2 separate regions of the Drosophila melanogaster genome follow, and region 2 is linked to region 1. The links are chromatin contacts, called in public Hi-C maps. All regions are on one chromosome and are shown on one strand. Each heading gives the region's core, a stretch centred on a gene start, on an enhancer-like site or on the middle of the called end of the contact. The rest is flanking DNA. Distances are from core to core; before and after follow the strand shown. Region 1 holds the start of BCL7-like. Region 2 holds the start of mgl (Megalin).

Region 1 (6,319 bases), core at 91-2,590:
TTACACTCGCATTTCATACATTCGCTATCAATTCGTATTATATTTACTGCTGAGTCCCAAGAATCTCACTTAAAAAAATGAATACTTATGATTGAATAAAATAAAATGTTTAGTGCTAATTAGCATATTGCTGCACATTTAAGTAAAATGTTTAACTTATCAAATGACAACATAGAATGAAATAAAATATCACACTAACATAGATTCCTCTAACTTAAATTCCGAAATGTTGAACTAATTTATATCGCTCGTTCCCCTTGTTTACTTTTGTTTAAATTCCTGCCATTTGAGTTGTTTACTTTATTTTAAATTTCTATAATTTATTCCAATTTGTTTGCGTTTCTCTCTCTCTCTCTTTTTCTCTTTCGGGCGAGGAGCGATTCTAGCCTTGCGTTTGCATTGGTGTTAGTATCGGTGTTAGCTTACGCACACATTTCTAATATCAATTATCCAGGGGGAAAATTTAAGAAAAAAATAAGATCGCTGGCTTTCTCCTGATTTTCGTACAACTATTTTCAATTTCGTGTGCGTTTGTCGTTTTGCCTTTTTCGTCTTTCCCCACTTTTCTTCGTTCTCTTTTCCACCGCTGCTTCTTCTTCTTCTCTTCCTCGTCCTCCTATCACCCTCTTGCTCGTTCGCCTGGCTCTTCACATATACCAGCAGACACACACATTCACGCACGCACACACATACATTCGCACACGCACGTTGTTGCTGCAACGTTTTTTTTGTTTTTTATTTCGGCGTCGCCTGCATTTTCATCTTAATTATCGCTCTCGCTCGCACGCACTGCGAGTTTCAATTCGCGTAAATAACTTCACTTTTCCCGGCTTTGTGCGACTTTTCATTCCATTCTAATGGGCGGCGAACGTTCGGTTCGCATTACGAAAAAATAAATAAAAAATAAGCGGAGCGTACGCATAATTTCGTCGGTCGGTGGAAAAACATCGAAAAACCATCGAGCCATCGAAGTGACATCGTAGCATTGTGATATCGATATGTTGTCGATGATAAAGAATCGACAAATCGATACTCATCGCGCATCGATATTTCGCCCATCACTCTCACGATGGTACACGAAAATATACTAGATTATACCATTTGGCAACATTGGCGTTGCCAGATAATAGAAACCGTTGGACTAACAGTTCAAAATTATTATTTAAAAATTTAACGGTTGTAGCTGTTCAAAAACAAACGGCTAATAATTTAGCTCAGCTCAAAAATTAAGCACTTGAGTTACAAATCATACACGAATTAATAAGCTATCACACTTTAGCACGGACCTTTAGCCAATGGTCACACTGCAGCCCGTGAAAACAACGGGCAATCATTCGATAACATCAGTTGAAAATCACGCTTGCTATCGATTACTTATTTTTGTTGTATTAAAAAATATTTTTGCGAATTGCCAAAAAAACTGAACTATCCACTGGTTAACTGGTCGAGACCAGCCAAAATCACGAGACACGATCCCACTTAAAAGCCAGACGGGGAGAGTTCAGTTGTGAAGCAGCCAGAAGTAGCGAAAACACTTAGCGGCTTTTCGTGTGACGCCGACTTTGGCTAAGGAGGAAAAGCGATTAAAGCAGGAAGAGCCAGACCAGGCGCCATCGACCCACAGACATGTCGCGCAGCGTGCGGGCGGAGACGCGCAGCCGGGCGAAGGATGACATCAAGCGGGTGATGCAGGCGGTGGACAAGGTGCGCCACTGGGAGAAGAAGTGGGTGACCATCAGCGACACCACCATGAAAATCTACAAATGGGTGCCCATCGCCTCCGCCAGTGAGAAGAAGGCCAAGCTGGAGTCCTCGCCGGGATCGGCTGCTGTCCGGAGACCGCCCCCCGGCTCGGGCGTTACGCCGGTCGGCGGCAGCAAGAGCGATAAGGAGAACTCTCAGAAGGGCACGCCCACGCCGCCGCAGATCACGCCCAGCTACCAGGGACTAACCGCCGAGGACTCTAACACCTGTAAGGATGGCTATGTGCTGGTTCTCTTTAAATAAGTAGTTGGGTTCTATGTCTGCAAGCACTGCGTTAGGAGCCAAAACAAAAAAACAGGATGCAGTATATGGATTTTAGGACCTTTACGAGGTGCCATTAGTCTCATAAGCTTGCGGAGCTGCTATAAAAATTGCTGTCTTTGCATTAGCGATATTGTTTACATTTGGTTTTTGGCTTCAAAGCGTATTTCCTATTCAGCACAATTTATCACTCCAAAGCACATGTTTACTCTGTCTTATTCATGCGATCTCTATCTGTACACAGGTTTCTCCGTCGTGTCCGACAGCCAGGGCGCCGACTTCGTGTCGAGTATGCCCTTCTCTGAGGACTCGAACTCGCAGGGCAGCGATGGACCCGTGAAGCGATTGAAGACGAGCGACTAGCCAAACATTCGCAGGCACAGCGTCTACAGCAGCAGCAGCAACTAACTAAGAGCCCTAGTTAAGTTAGGTTAGCACCGACAGCACCGGACGACGAGAGAGTATCTGCCTCAGCCCAAGACTTAAGCACTTCCCTTACACTAGCAGTTTCTTTACGGCTGTCAGACTGTCCCGCCATAAGCCTCATTTATTTGTCATCAAAGCGGGGGTAGCTGATGGTCGATAGGTCATAGGTCCATAGCATTAAGATCAAATGTGACAACTTATTTATTAGAAAGACATGCGAATCGATTTGAGTACGAACGTAGAATGGATATGTAATTTTGTAATAGCTGCTTAAGATACAAAACAGCCAGTCTGAATGTTGTAAACCGTGTAAAGTTTTTTGACTTTCGATTTCTAGACGTTTTGACAACAACTAGTTTATAACTTAGCGTACTAACATAAAGGCTACTTTTTTTTGTTCACTATAAAACTGGCTTGAAAACAATTGATGTACTCGTTCATAAGTTGATTTTCCTTGTAAATTTCGCTTGTAAACGCTTTTCTACGCATTCAGTGAATGCAACAGACTTGAAATCGAAGCGTTTACAAGCTAAAGCTTATAGTTTGTTAACGAATTGATCAAAGCAAGTCAAACCGAAAACGAATATGAACCCGCGATAGATGCACAAAGATTAACCGAAATCGAAAATTGAACCAGTAAACCTCTTTATAGTACACTTACCAACATAAATGTGACATTAACATTTAACTGCCAGCAGGGCGCGAAAAATATGCAAATGTTCGCTGAAGATTTACTTATTGTTTTTTTTTTACATTTTTTTATGATTTTTCTTTATTGAATGTTTTAGTTTTCTTCATCTTACAATTTTCCCCCCGTATGTATAATAATAAAAAAAAGTTTTATTCTTTCAACAAATAGTTTTTTTTTTCATTTCATTCGTAGTTTTACTCTTATTATGTTCTGGTTTTCTTTTTCGTTATCCATTATGTAGCTTGACATTAAATATACAATTAACTTCACATATAGCGTTGTATATGGCCCGATTGGCGTATACAGCTTTAGTTTCTCTCATCTTTCACTAAAATTTATGCTAAAACACGCTTAAATGAAGGGAAGCACAGATTTTGCACAGAGAACGAAAATGAAAAAAAAAATGCACACACATTTCGACTTTCGAAGAGAAAGATAAATCATAAATCATAATACAATTCATAAATCGATGATATAATTAAAAAATAAAATATTTATATATTTATATATGGTGTGTAAAAAACACGCGCGACAAGTTGCAACTACACACACAAAACGTAATAAAATAGAGAAAAATAGAAAAGCAGATCGGGTTGCGCGAGAACCAAAAAAAAAAAAAAAATAAAAAAACGGGAGAAAGGAAAAGCTACGCTTTTCTTTGTTGCACAGTGTAGGCGGTTGGCGGGGGGAGGGGATTGCACGTATCTTTTGTTTTTGGAATGTATTGCGAATTGGAAATGCGGAAAAGCCCCTGGTATTCTGGATTATTAGCACTTTCCTGTCTGTCCTGTCTGTGTGTGTTTGAATAAATAATTAAATTATAATTATAATTATAATTAATAGATATACATATGTGTGTGTGTGTGGGGAATGGGGAATGCTTGTTTTCTATCCTGGATTTAGCACAAAAGTTTTTGCTCTTTCGCTCGATACATTTAGGTTCACACATATATATATATATATACATACATATATAATTTGTTGTTGTATATTTTTTAGCTCGCTTTTTTTTGTTTGTTATTTTTTAGAAAAATATATAGAAATCCTAGCTGGGAATCGTCCCCTAATTGCCTTGTGTATACATATAGATATTTTGTTTTCCGATTTACATACATATATAGTTAATATTGTCATTTAGCTTTCAAAAAAATATACTTCTTGCCTTAATTTTGTTTCGTTTATCATTTTTGCTTGCTTTTTACAATCCTCCTGTTTTGCGCAAAAGTATCTCGATTAGCAAAAAACATTAGTTTCGCACAAAAATTACAAAAAAACAAAAAAAAGAACAGTGGGCTACAAAAATTGGCTTTACAAAAGTTGCTGTGTTGCTCTCTTAGTGTTTTGTGTACATTTATAGTTTTGTTTTTAGTAATTATTTAATAATAATTGCAACAGTTTTTTTTTTTTTGTTTTTAGTTGGTTTCTCCTGTGGGGGGTTGCATATGTTTATCAATTTTTGGATATGTTTGCTTATTGGCGTCCCCAGTCCCCGAGGACTTGCTACTCCTCCTTCTGCTGATCCTTCTCCTCCTCCTCCTGCATCTTCTCCTCCTGATCGTGTTGCTACTCTCTGTGGGTGGTGTGTGTTTTCTGTTGGGGTCACGGCTAGACCTTGGTGGTGACCTTGCCAGCGGTGGCTACCTGCCAGGATTTGTGATGTTTACTACTAGAACGTCCCTGTCCCTGCTGCTGATGTTGCTGCTGTTGCTGATGCTGCTGCTTCTGATGCTGCTCCCTCCTCTGCTTGACCAGTATGTGTTATGTCTGCAGCGGATAGCTGTTCTCGGGATGCTGCTGCTGCTGATGCTGCCGGCGCTGTTGGCGGCAACTGGCCATCGCAACTGCCGCCGCAACGACAGCCGATTGACGGGCTTGATATCAGCACTCGGACTTATCCTCCTCCACCAGGAACTGCGTGTCCTTGCCGGTGTCCGCCGAAGGATCTAGCTCCCTGGTGCGCAGCTGCAGCTGCGGCGACGCCTTGTGCGTAATGCTGCTGGGCGCGATGATCGCCGAGGCGGGTTCCGTGAACGAACCGCCCGCATGGTGGCCCATGGACTTGACCTTGGCCGACGGCTCGCCGGGCACATCATAAATGCCTATGGGAGAAAGAAAGCGATATACCGATTAGCTACAATCCATGGTATTACTCCGTTAAGCGAAAACTCACCCGAACCATTGCCCATGCCCGGATCGGCGGTGGTGCCCGATTGGACTGCATCGTACATGGGATTGGCAAAGTCGCGCGCCTTGTTCGCGTTCACCGTCTGCAGGTTGTAGCCCTCGATGGGCGCCACATCGCCAGCTCCCGGCGCAGATGCTCCTGGGAAGCCGCTCTCGTTGAACTCCACATTCGAACCGTGACGGAAGGTCACGCTCTGCGACGAGGTCATCGCCGGCATGCGAGCCAGCTTGCCACTGAAAGGATTCGAATGAAAAATGTTGGTAATTAGTATATATGATGCGGATATCCAGGTGATCCTTAGGAGGTACTTACAATGGTCGCTTGCGGATGACATACCAGGCGCCAGCGGCGGCCATCATCACCAGCAGGATGACCATGATGGGCACCACGACGGCGGTGACATTAGCGTCACCATGGCCAAAGGCTCCCATCGTGCTTGTCTCGCAGTGCTCGCCAACGAACTGGGTTCGGCACTCGCACAGCAGTTCACCCTGGGCGTCCTCCTTGCAGAGTCCACCATTCTGGCAGGGGCAGATTCGCGGAGCCGGGCGCGGATGCTCGGCGGCAGCATTGCAGATGACCTCGGCGGTGCTGCGGTGCGAGGGCGGCGGTCCAGAGGCGTCTGGACAGGCACAACGATGGCCGCCCGGCACCAGCAGGCACAGGTGGGAGCAGGTGGAGTTGTCGCACGGATTGGGCAGCGAGGTGTTGTACCGCTTGTCGTGGTACACCTTCAGGCCGGACGGATTGACGATATAGCGATGCAGCACCACCTGCACTCCGCGCCCGAACTTATCCTGGCGCACCAGCTCACCCGTATCGCGGGTCATCCAGAACATGTTCGACTCGAAGAGATCCAGAGACACCGGATGCCTCAGTTGATCGCCCCGCACAATGGCCTTTCGGCGCGAGCCGTCGGCTCTCATCGATTCGATGGCATTCAGCTTGGTGTCCACCCAGTATATGATGTGATCCTGCGAGTAGTCGATGGT
Region 2 (6,466 bases), core at 821-3,320, 140 kb after region 1:
TTGATGACCAATGTTGGTGACAGATAATTTCTTTGTGCGACGTTGGCCATATAAATAATGTGTGTATTTTTTATTTATTTACTTTTTTTTTGCCACGCTCAACGATCAGCAGCGACAACAATTTAGAAAATTAGTTGCACACTCAACGAAACTCGTTCCATTGGCTTTCTAACCGGCAATGAGGCAAGCAGATCAGCGGTACAGTTGGCGGGGCGGCTAAGGGGGCTTAATTTTTGTAAGCGGCCGGGGGGGGGGGGGTGTGTTGGTGTTTCGATGGGGGCTTACAAGGGGGTGGCGAGTGGGCCAACTCTCCCATTACATCTGCATATGTGGCATGCAATTGGATCTGCCTGGCATATTCCAGATTGCCATTCAATTCGATTTGTGTTGTGTGGAGTAAGCGAAAAGCGAAGGAAAAAACCGAGAGCCGACATGGTGAATTCTCGAGCGGGGTAACCAGTTAAAAATGGGAGCTAGAGCTGGCCTCCAGTTACTGGCGGGGGGGGCGATAACTGGCGTGGAATATCTTCGAAATTGCTCGATGTCTCGTATTCATATGCATTAACAACCGCTGCTTGCTAGAACTTGCGAATCTCTCAAGTTCCAGAAACCAACAATTTCATAGATATTATCACACCAGCTGGTTAACTTTTTTAACTGTTCCTATGTTAAATTACTAATCTATGTCAATTTGAAACCGTATTTGGGTATATTTAATATGCTGAACTGAAGACACTTCGTGAAATCTTTGAAAACTATTGTTTACTCTCAAGTTTACAGTTTTCAATGAAGTTATTATGCGTGTTTGAACTTGAACTATCATGCTGTCACTTCCGATTTCGTCAATTGTTTTCGTTACCAATTCATTTTTTTTTTTTTTTTTCGTTGGCAACACCTCTGGCCAATTTGCTCGCCTGGACTTTTCCAAGCCAGTCAAATTTGCACTCGAAGTGGAAAACTTTCGACTGTGAGTGTTTCGGTCGGTTGTTGTGGCAAATATATAAATTTGTGAAATTGTCAGTGCCACAAGCAGAGATGATTTACCGCCCCGGGGGCTATGCCAGCGACTCATTTATCAAGCAAAAAATAAAGAAACCCGAAAATGAAGAGAGTTCTAAGTTGCGACTGGGAAACTTTCACCGGGTGTCGTTTCAACGCGGTGCGGCAATAAAAGGGGGGAGGGGGGACCACATTTTTTTTTGCAACTCTCGCACTTGAGAATCTCGGCCGGGGAATGGGGGGAAATGCTAGCAAATCATATTTTTGGTGAGGGCGGGATTGGCGGTTGGGGGTGTGGGATTTAGTTGGTCTCAAAGTCTCTGGGCTTTATCCTGGCCAAGCCGAGTCATAAACAAATACGGTTTGCTGCTGTTTTGTTTACATTCGCAGTGTTTGGTGCCCACCGACCGACGTCTTTTGGCCAGGGGTCTTTTGGTCTCTTGGCCAGACTGGTTTTTCTCCGGCCAAAAAAGGAAGTTGCTCGTAAAGTGGCGAAAGCCGCCAACTGACTGACCCAACAACAAAGTGTGCAAAATAAAAATTGCAAGAAGAAAAATCGTTAAATAAAATAATAAAAGCGCTTTCTTTCTGTCTGCCCCTTTTGTTTTTTCTTTGTGTGTGTGTTGTGTGTTTGTTTTCTTTCTATAAATTTTTGCGGTCTGCGTTTCTTCGATTCAACTATTTTCCATATTTTTCTATTTGATATTTTGGCAATTTTGGCGATTTTCACTGATTGGTTTTTAATTTTTGCATTTTTCGGTTTCTGTTGGTGGCACAGCAAAAAAAAAAAAAAGGGAAGAAGATCGAAATATTTACCGCCGCACTCACTCGAAAAAAAAACTCGTAACACTCAATTGGAATTTAATCGGCAGGTTGGCCTTTCTTTCTTTCTTTCTATCTTTCAGTTTACTGTTGTTGTCGGCTCCGATATTCTTGTCACTCTGTTCTGGCTGCCCACACGCTGGACGTATCTGTTGTGGGCCTGGGATTCGGGTTCGGATCAGAGTCACTATCGCACTGTCACTACAGTTGGTTACTTATTAGCCGCGCTGGCTGACCGTTCACGACGACGCTCCGCGAGCGACTGACCAGCGGATGCTAGCGCAGCCCACTCGCCGCCCAACCAAAACCGAAGGCATCGAACCTTCGAACCATCGAACCATCGAACATGTTGCGTTGCAGCCGCTACTCACAGGCAGTGCGACTTCAAACAGAGGCGCCGCTTTCGAGAGCGAAAGAATTGCATTGGTATGCTCATGACTGCCCAAGGAGCTTGCTTCATCATCAAACCAATTCATTATTATTATTTAGTTCTTATTATTGAGATTATTGTACATACTTAATAGCAAGTAATAGTTCTACTAAAATGCTAGCTTCATTTTATTTGAGAACTCCGCAGCTTCGGAGTGCACATTTCTTTGTTCTCTGCTCTGCGTTTAAGTTCTAATACTATTTAGTTACGCTGCAATTCCTAATAGCCCCCATCTACACCTCTGATGCAACATCGATTCCATGGCAAGGCTATGTTCGAGCGTGCAACATGCAGCATGTTGTGTTTTCATTCGAACAATTGTTGCTGCCACAGTGCGTGTTGGTGGTTCTAATTGACAGTTTTCCAGAACAACTTGTTGAGCTTATTGTTGTCTTAATGGGGTGCTTATCTACACCTGCCACCCCCCCCCCTCCCAGACTTTTGCTTGCCTCGCGGATTATTGGAGGACAATTCCACCCCCCCCCCCCCCCACGTCACACTCTTACACTCTCTCTATCTCACTCTCTGTCCGGGTAAATTGACGATTTGAATATTTACATAAACGATTCTGATTACAATTGAATTTATTATTTAGAGCAGCTACTTAAGCCGCTAAGTCGTTGGGTACATAGGACATACATACATACATACATACATGCATATGTGTATTCATTTGTCGGCTGTCGCTTGACAAATGATACCTTTTCATGGAACTTTTATTTGTTTATTTTGCTTTCTGGAAGGCACAATCTGCGGCACGCCGAGAATATTGAGTAAACACACAATTGCTGCTTGCCACGTGCAACGTGCTCGATGCTGGCAGCGAACGCGGTTCGAGTTGCAAGCCCCTTCAACAGGTTGCCAGGTTGCTCTACGAAAATAATGTAAGCTCCTTTACAAGTCCGTACGAAAATTAATTCAATACTCGGCTAAAAATAAACGCACTTGTTCTCAAGTACAAGCTTACACTCACACACATATGAAACGGAACCTAAGTAAATCCCATTGTTTTGGTTTTAGAACTGAGCAGGAGAATTTTGAAGAAGTTCTTCAATATTTACTCCCAAGAATTCGAGTGTATCCAAACTATTCGAATAGGGCCTTCTTCCGCGAAAAAAATCGCTTTAATTGCAGAGCAAGTCAGTCACCAGCCAAATGAACAGCTGTTTCGGCTCCTAAAAACTTTTGCCTGACCGCCTGCTGGCCGTTCCGCATTCTTGGAAGCGGAATTGAACAATTTGAGATTTTCGAAGGGGAAAAGCTGTTTCGCCTATCAGGTGGCCAAGTAGAAAGATATATACATTTCCAATCCAGTGCTGCGGAGACATCACCGAACGCTCTACGAGCTATAGGAAAATTCTCTATTGCGTCTTAATGGATTCACAAAACATTCTCGTTTAGACATATTTCGCAGTGAAAGGTGATAGGGCCAAGAAAAACAATTGGCCGAAACCGAAATGCGAAGTAAACTTTTCATGCACAAAAACCAAAGCGTGCAATTCTTATATTTATATTTACCCAGAGATTCTCGCGCGTTTTATGACGAGGGTCATTTGGGGAAAGCGTGACCCGGCCGAAAATAAACAAAATAAATTTATTAACCATCTCCAAAGTTTAAACAGCCGTAGAGCATGTTCTCGAGTGGGGGGCAGTGCGCCAAGGTTGCACACTTGATCGCAATTCAAATAAATGACTGGCTTACACAAATTATATGCGAACTTATTAACTTAAGCCAATACATCAAAATATGTTTAAATATTATATCAAAAATAATAAAGTTTTTATTTCAAGAAATTCCCCACCAACCATAACATTTCCTAAGTTATTTATTGAATAATCAGAAACCACGTAGATATTAACTATACGTACTAATCGTGTTGTTAATCTCGAAATTGGTTTAACTATTGTTCCGGATATGTAACTGGATGCAACGGATATGATATAAGGTAAATTATTTGGGTGAGCCCAAGTGCATGTGAGTAATTGGAAAAGTTTGACACGTTAACACGACACAAGTTGGTTAACTGATGTTATATTTTTTCAACAAGCTATTTTCCACGTAACCCAGGGGAAAAATAACCTTTGCTTAGCAAAAAAAACGGAAATCCGTTTAAAAATAAAGCTTAAACGACCACAGCTTTTAGCCAGCATTTCACTCTGGTTTATTGGTTTAAGCCAAAATAAACCTATAATATCGACTTTTAACAGCTTCAAAAAGCTAACACTTTTAAGCTTTAAGCTTTTGCAGAAAGCAGTGTTACTGTGACTTGGGAAAGTGACCGTTAAAAGCTTTTCTATTTCCTTCAACAACTTCTGTTAAGCCAAAAGAGCTTTTCCGAAAAATGTTACACCAATGTTAATGTAAGGAAATCGTTTTCTTTATTTAATCATTGTATTCTTAAGTCTACTGTAAGTAATCGTTTTAATTAGTAATTTTAATTTCTGTTGTGGATTCCATTCCGCGTCTCCTGCGTTTTTGCTTTCTTACTTTTCTTTTCTTTTTTTTTGTTACTTTTGCTTTAGTTTAGTAATAATATTCATTATAAGATACGAGTAATCTCAAACACAATAGAGACAGTTACAGAGCGACACACACATTTTAATTATATTATTATTGCTAAGACACAAGAAATAACGATTTTGAAATAAATGCTAACAAAAAAAAAATTAGAAAGAGTGCCAGCCCGGTTTTTTTTTTCAAACCGTGCCTTTCCAAAATTTCTTCTTTTGTGGTTTGCTTATTTTGAATATAAGGATTGTGGTTCACGATTATTTATTTGGCGGGTACAATAGATTTACAAATGGAGTTTTATGAGATTCTGGAAAACCTTTTGCTAAATACAATAATTTCCCTCGAATTTCTGCAATGGCTGACACAACTTTTCTTACATTTATCTCCGATTTTTGGCAAACATAATGGCGAACTACGAGTACGACTAGTATTTTTTATTCATTTTCATCTCAGCTTCACCTACAAATTATATGTATAGAATATAATCTGCAATATATAGGTATATCTGTATATATTTCATTAAGTATATTTAATATTTAAAACTCTTTGTAACATTTAATAAAGTTAAACATTGATTGCTCTTGCGTTGTGACAATAAGTTACTATATAATCATATAATCAATCTGTCATTATGTATACATATAGCTCATTTCTATAAATATATCTTTTACATCCTTGCATTCTCATCATCATTTTTGCCATCATCATCCAAATTCTCCATCATCTCGTGTTGATTATCCTTGACTATGTTTAATAATAAAAAAATTCTCTAGTTTTGTTTTACACACATCTTTTGTATTTTTCCTTCGTCGTCCAGCGACATTTTGCTCAGGTCAAATTAGAGGAAAGGGAAATTTTTAGTTACGGGTCTCTTTAATTCTCCACCCATTTCATATTGAAAATTGGGGCATTTTCCTTCATTTTCCTGGAGTGCTAAGAAGACGCAAACTCGTTTCCGGTTCGAATAGAGGAACACAGAGAGTAAATTAAATATTCGAGTATTTTGTTATGTACATTCTAAATATATTTATGACGAGGACATATATCCTATGTTTATGTGTACACTCTATGAGAAACAACAACATCGAGACTTATATAAAAGAAAACTTCAACGACTTGAGAGTGCGGCGATCTCTTCAATTCATATTTCCATTTTTAATCAAGGGTGCAAAAATAATACCCAAATCTTTTGTAAATATAAACCTAAATTAATTACATTTTTCCTATAATTTTATAGAGAAGAAAATAAAACAAATTGTGCAATATTAGCAAATTTAAAAAACCAATTATATGTGCACTAAAAAAAAGAAGGAACAAGTACTGTTTGCAAAATATGAATGAATACTTTCAGATGATTTTTAAACGAGACAGTTTTTCCAAATATTCGATTTCATCGAATTGCACTACGTTACATGCCACACACACACAAAAGCCGAAATAAAATTGAAGAAATCATCAAATTCTCAAGTTGTTCGTCATGTATGTAGTAGTATTATTATTATTAATTGGGGTTATTGGATTTCGGGCCTGGTCTACTCGAACTAAAGGCTGGCTGACCTGCTGGGCTGGGCAAGCAGCCAGCCCAGTTCAAAAATAGTTGAATTTCCACATCGTTTTATTGCTGGTTTGGCGATAAATCGTTTTGCTCTTAGCCTAGATTTCATTTTCATTGTTTAGTTAGTTTTCACTAATGTTTTAATGTT

What was found. Hi-C and Micro-C count contacts between places; a contact is called where the count stands out from the background.
Region 2: a Hi-C map of the Kc167 cell line shows a contact between it and region 1, with 2.3 times the contacts expected there. The contact joins the promoter of mgl here to the promoter of BCL7-like in region 1. A contact is called at or near these places in 4 of 107 Hi-C or Micro-C datasets (the Kc167 cell line, the OSC cell line and larval central nervous system) and 3 of 6 datasets of contacts at active chromatin or transcription factors (all in the Kc167 cell line).

The regions. Positions count from the first base shown.
Region 1 is chrX:9,355,294-9,361,612 of dm6, forward strand. BCL7-like reads left to right here and starts at 1,341. Exons shown (of 2, transcript NM_132334.4): 1 at 1,341-1,972; 2 at 2,270-3,301. The coding sequence starts at 1,627. The coding sequence ends at 2,388. Zdhhc8 (Zinc finger DHHC-type containing 8) reads right to left here and starts at 934. Exons shown (of 11, transcript NM_167189.6): 1 at 822-934. mgl (Megalin) reads right to left here. Exons shown (of 15, transcript NM_001298124.1): 13 at 5,640-6,319; 14 at 5,313-5,560; 15 at 3,203-5,241. The coding sequence ends at 5,021.
Region 2 is chrX:9,498,059-9,504,524 of dm6, forward strand. It overlaps mgl (Megalin), which reads right to left and starts at 2,071. Exons shown (of 15, transcript NM_001298124.1): 1 at 1,816-2,071. It overlaps CG32700, which reads right to left. Exons shown (of 4, transcript NM_167192.2): 4 at 4,768-6,466.